Linked DNA regions of Oryctolagus cuniculus: region 2 is linked to region 1. A link is a contact called in public Hi-C data. All regions are on one chromosome and are shown on one strand. The core of a region is the stretch at or near the end of the contact, and the rest is flanking DNA. Distances in the headings are between cores, read along the strand shown. Region 1 holds the start of N4BP2 (NEDD4 binding protein 2). Region 2 holds the start of CHRNA9 (cholinergic receptor nicotinic alpha 9 subunit).

Region 1 (2,830 bases), core at 278-2,777:
AGTCATTTCTTAACACTGGAACTCAAGGGATCTATAAAAAGACCAAAAATAAATACAAAAGGAAATCTTTCCCCCTTTGAATTTTTCTCTGGATTGGTAATTTTATCAGACTTGCCATCCTTAGGTTTCTGCTGAAATATTAGTGGTTTCTAGAAAAAGAATGTTCTCATTAAGTATGAGTAGGTGTTCCAGTTAGCACTAAACGAAGAAAAAACTCACCTGCCCTCTCCTCGAATTTACTCTAGGTTTAAAGCAGTTACCATAACAACACTGACAGGTAATGTTTTCTTCACGCAAAGGAATACTTTGCGTGTATCTTTGATTAACACTGAAAGTAGAATAAAAATTAACTGCAAAGGGAGGGAGCAGAGGAAGGCCAAAATAGGCAAAGCCACCACCACCATATCCCAAAAAGCGAGGGCAAAAATCGGCGTACTTTTCAGACACTAAATATTTAAGAGCACACAACACTAAACCAAGGAGAGCAGTTGAGGGGGGAGAAAAATGGAGCAGGCGTGGGGGACGGGCTAGTAACACAGCGACGGCAACAGAGAAATAACACCGTGAAACTGGTGTTGTGTGTGTGTGTGTGTGTGTGTGTGTTTTTTTCCCGGCACCCGAAACTCCAGCTCCGAAGCGGGGCAAAGGCCAGCGCCCGCGGCCCTCCGAGCAAGCGTGCACACATTTCTGGGTCTCCGCCAGCGAGTTGGGACCGAGCGCCCGCAGCCTTCGTCCGGGCCGCGGCGGCTGCCGGCCCTTTTGTCTCCCGGCCGGGCTCGGGGCGGCCACGCCGAGTCCGCCGGCCGAGCGCCCGCCGCCCTGGCCTTCGGGGCCCCGCGCCAGCAGCCCCCGCTGGGCGGATCGGAGGTCGCCGTGCTCTGCCCTCCGTCCCCTCCAACTTGCCGCCGGGACGCCGCGCGCCCGCGGGCCAGTCCCGGCTCCCGTTTCCTCCCTCACCTGGAGCGGCCAGGTCGACCTTGTGTTTGTTTTGGTTTTCGGGCTAGAGAGAGTGCGTGGAGGGCCAGAAGCAGCTGCGGTTTACCGCGCCGCTTTTTTTTTTTTTTTTTTTGGCACAAACTCCGGGCCCCTTGGCTCCTGCCTGCTCCCAGGACCAGACACACAGACAAGGGGCTTTTGCTTCCCCCGGGTGACCGCCTGCGGCCGGGGGTCCGATGCCGCAGAACCGGTCAAGCCGGGACTCGCGCTCCTGAGGGAGCCCGAGAGGTGGCAGCGCCAGCGGGCTCGGGTCGCCCAGGCCGGCCCCGCGGGGCGGGCCGACGCGCCCCGGCGGAGCTCTGGGACGAACCAGAGGTCGCGGCGGGAAGCCGGCGGGTGTGGGGAAGGGCGGAGGGCGGCGATCCACCTGGGCGACGTGGCAGCCATTACCGACTCGCGGAGACCCTCCCCACTCGGCCGCCCACCCGCCCTCTCGCGGCTGGCTCCTGTGAGGCTGCTCTTCCCCGGCCGGACGGAGAGCGGCAGTGTCTCCCCGCCGGGCGCGCTCGCCGCGCGTCTCCCCCCCTTCGGCCGCCCCAGCTCGCCAGCCCTGCGCCGCGCCGGAGAGCGCAGTGGCGGCGGCGGGAAAGGGCTGCGGACCCGCGGCGCCGCGTCGCTCACTCGACGACGCGGCCCCGGCCTCGACGCCCTCTGCCGGCTCCAGGAGCAGGTAAAGGCGGCGGGTGGGCGGCCGGGCGGCGGGTCTGAGGTGAGGGCCCCCCGGGGGTTGGAGCGCGGGTGCTGGGAAGGGGTCCCGGGGCGACGAGCCGAAGCCGAGGGCCCGAGGCAGCGGCGGGCGGCGCTTGCGAGCGAGACCCAAAGCCCCGAACGTGGGGGCGGGCGCGGGCCGTCTCTCGTCCGGTCCGCGGGCCTCGCAGCCCGGACGGAAGGGAAGTGAGGCGTCGGCGAGAGGCGGGCCCTGGCGCGCAGCCGGAGGCCGGGCGAAGGTGGGGGCCGCGGCCGCTTCCCGGGCCTCTCTGCCTGGCGGACCTTCAGGCCCCGACACACCCCTCTTCTCGCCCCCCGGGGCCTCCTCCCTGTTTGTTCCCGCCGGGACTTGACCTTGCGCCTCTCTGGGCGCCCTCGGTGTTTCCCAGGCGGCGTCGCCTTCTGAGAACTTCAGGCCACGTTCCCGAGCACGGAGTGCGAGCAGAGCTGTTTATTTACTCACTTCTTCCAGCCCCAACACACAGCCACTCACTGCACGCGTTCCGGGTTCGGATCCTGCGGGAGACATCGCGCTCCCCTGGGATCGCCTCGCCCTTCCCCTCTCGGGGACTTTGGCCCTCGCTGGGACCCTCCCTGAGCCCTGCTCCGCGGGACCCTCTCGGCGCTCTCTTGGAGATCAGCCTTGCATGGAGTGAGGCATCCTAGCAGGGGCACAGCTTGCCCCTCAACGCTCTTTGAGTTAAAACAGTTTTCTCCCCGCGCAAGAGTCATCTGACAAACGTGGGTGGCTAGGGCGCGGGCAGCCTCGGCCGGCCCAGTCCTGCGGCCGGCGGCCGGCGACCGCCTTTGGAACTAGGCGCCGGTCTGGGCGGCGCGGACGGGTTTGTACACATTCTCGCCATGCAGCGGTTGTACGGGCTCCATGGCGCAGTTGTGACTGGAAGGCGGGATTGGCTGGTTTTTCTACTCGGCATCTCGGAGCCAATCAGGAGGCGCTGCTTGCCCGGAGACTGGTTAACTCAGGACCGGCGGCGATTGGCTGAGCCGGAGCAGGGGCTCCTGGCGACGAACCTGGCCTCTCCGAAAACAATGACTGCCCCGCAGCTGCCTCTCCTGGTGTTTTGTTTTGTTTTGTTTTTAAATGTTATCTTTTAATCCCCACAGC
Region 2 (2,813 bases), core at 102-2,601, 250 kb after region 1:
GAGTCTGTCTGGGATGCTGGCGCCACAGGTGGAGGCTTAGCCTACTGCTCCACAGCACTGGCCCCCCAAAATGAATCTTAAAAGAGGAGAATGTTGGGGCTGGCACTGTGGCATAGAGGGTAAAGCCGCCGCCTGCAGTGCCAGCATCCTATATGGACGCCGGTTCAAGTCCTGGCTGCTCTACTTCCAATCCAGCTCTCTGCTATGGCCTGGGAAAGCAGTAGAAGATGGCCTAAGTCCTTGGGCCCCTGCACCCATGTGGGAGACCCAGAAGAAGCTCCTGGTTCCTGGCTTCAGATCAGTGCAGCTCCAGCCATGCGGCCATTTGGGGGAGTGAACCAACAGATGGAATACCTCTCTCTCTCTCTGCTTCTCTGTAAATCTGCCTTTCAAATAAATAAATCTTTAAAGAAAAAAATAGGGGAAGGTGTTCTCTAGTTAGACAAGAAGGGGAGGGGTATTCCTAGCTGAGGAACAGCACGTACGACAGTGTGGAAGTTTGCAGCCAACTCACCTTGTTATTAAAGCTGTGTGGAGTTGGCAGGAGAGGAGTCTGGTGAGGAGGGTGAGCATATGAGGGGACCTGGTGTTTTAGAGTGGGGGCTTCCTCCCCTGGATGATAGGGGATCCTGCCGGAATTTCAGATGAGAGGGGAGTGTAATGTGGTTGGATTTCCAAAGGCCTACGTAATGACAGTGTGGAGGGGTTCCTAGGGGAGGTAGACACTGAAGGTAAGGGGCCAGTCCTGAGGGGATTTGCACTGTACACCAGAGGAGATGAGAAGAGGAGCATTTTGGGCTGAGCAGATGTGACAGATTGGCCTGAGGACAGGTGGGATGCAGTGACACGAGAGGGCGTCCAGGACCACTCCCAGCTCTTGGCATGGGGGACCAGGGACTGGTGGCTCCCACCCCAAAATCAGGTGCATGTGGCCAGGAGCGGTCGGGGGTGGTGCGCTGAACTGTGCCCATGTCTGAAGAGCCATGAGCATCCCGGTGGAGCTGTGTCATGAGTGGCTGGCACGTGGGAGGCTGGGTTTAGGGGAGACCCTAGGTTCTGGTGGAAAGAGGTTGGATCCAGCTTCGTCTCCCCTACAGATGCTCAGTAAACACTGTTTTGAGGAGCTAATTAATGAGTGCGGGGCGCTGGGAAAACAGAGCGAGGCCGCAGTATAAATGTGGGTGCTCTTACAGTACCGGACTGATGGTTGCAGAAAGCTCCAGCAAAATCACACTAATTTTTTTTCAGCTATAAATAAACCTGCCTCTGCAGCCGGAGGCTTCACTTACACTGGGCAAAGGAAGGCAGCCATGGAAACGGGAGGAGGGCTATAGAGAGGGCAGGTCACGCGTGCAGGGCAGACGCGGTGGCAAGTTCCAGCCAGGCGGGATGGGGCAGGGGGCGGAGGCAGCGGGAAGAGAGGTGAGGCGGGCGCGAGTGTGGTTGACGAGCAGCCCGGGCGTGACCACGTGCAACCAGCTGCCACAGTGCAGCTGCTGTCTCAAGCTCTGTCCAGTATGACTTCACCTGGTGCTCGGGGCGGTCCTGCGGGCTGTCCTTCATGCCGTCGCCATTACAGATCGTGACCTGGACACACAGGGTTCACGTCTTACCCCAGGCCACTCTGCTGAAAAGTGGCAGCTCCAAGATTTGAACCCGGGGTCCTAGTTACTGTGCTGGTTTGCTCCTTCAGCTAAAAACGTGTGGAAACAGCGCTTTGCAGGGCTTGTGTTTTCTTATCCATCCAGGATAAGGCTAAGTGGCATGATTTATACTAAGGCCTAAATTATAGGTACTCAGGGGTCTTCAAAATATTCATGGAAAATGTGTATTATGAAAAAAACTACATATGGATTTTAAAGTTTTCTGCATCAGCATAAACCTATCTTTTAATTCAATTTTCCACGAACTTTTTGAAGTACCCTCATGTTTCTGTTGCGTTCTGTCATGATCGGTCCCTCAAGGACATGCTGTTTAAAGACTTGTCCCAAAGCCGCTTTCCGGGGCAAACTCTGGCAGTTCTGGGAGTTCTGTGAATTGTGTTCGCAGGGCAGAGCAGACGCCAGCGCCAGCGCCAGTGTGTGATTTCAGCATCAGAAATCAATGTTGGTTGAATTCAGCATAGGAAGGCTGAGCAGGGGCTCACAAGAGAGAGACACCATGGTCTGAGCCGCTGCCACGCCTGGACAGGCTACGTAAGACTCTCCGAGCTGCTTCCCGGAAATGCGAACGAGGCGCTTTGTAGAGGCACACAGAGCGCTGTGGTGAACTGTCTCAGAGCATTCACAGTCCTCGGAGAGTCGTGAAAGCACACGAACACATGGATAAGTGTGCAAAGCTGAGGGGAGGGGCTGGCACCATGGCGTAGTGGGTAAAGCCGCCACCTACAGCCCCAGCATCCTATATGGGTGCCAGTTCAAGTCCCAGCTGCTCCACTTCCCATCTAGCTCCCTGCTAATGCGCATGGAAAGACAGTGGAAGGTGACTCAAGTGCCTGGGCCCCTGCTACCCACGTGGGAGACCTGGAGGAAGCTCCTGGCTTCTGTCTGGCCCAGTTCTGGCCGTTGTAACCATTTGGGAAGTGAACCAGAGGGTGGAAGACCTCTCTCTCTCTCTCTGCCTCTGCCTTTGCCTTTGCCTCTCTGTAGCTCTAACTCTCAAATAAATAAATGAATCTTAAAAAAAAAAAAAAAAAAAAAAAAGAGCCTAGGGTTTATTCCAGGAAAAAGGAGCTGCAGAAGTCGTGTGGTTAGGAAACCTGACATGTGTGATGCATTGCAAGAAGGCTAAGAAGACCTTCCTATAAATTTAGT

The links. A called contact is a pair of places that touch in the nucleus more often than the background predicts.
Region 2: a Hi-C map of an unstated tissue shows a contact between it and region 1, with 4 times the contacts expected there. The contact joins the promoter of CHRNA9 here to the promoter of N4BP2 in region 1. A contact is called at or near these places in 2 of 6 Hi-C or Micro-C datasets (ear pinna and an unstated tissue).

What each region holds. Positions count from the first base shown.
Region 1 is chr2:33,873,725-33,876,554 of mOryCun1.1, forward strand. N4BP2 (NEDD4 binding protein 2) reads left to right here and starts at 1,528. Exons shown (of 19, transcript XR_011386210.1): 1 at 1,528-1,666.
Region 2 is chr2:34,124,190-34,127,002 of mOryCun1.1, forward strand. It overlaps CHRNA9 (cholinergic receptor nicotinic alpha 9 subunit), which reads left to right and starts at 1,352. Exons shown (of 7, transcript XM_070068132.1): 1 at 1,352-1,422; 2 at 2,050-2,328.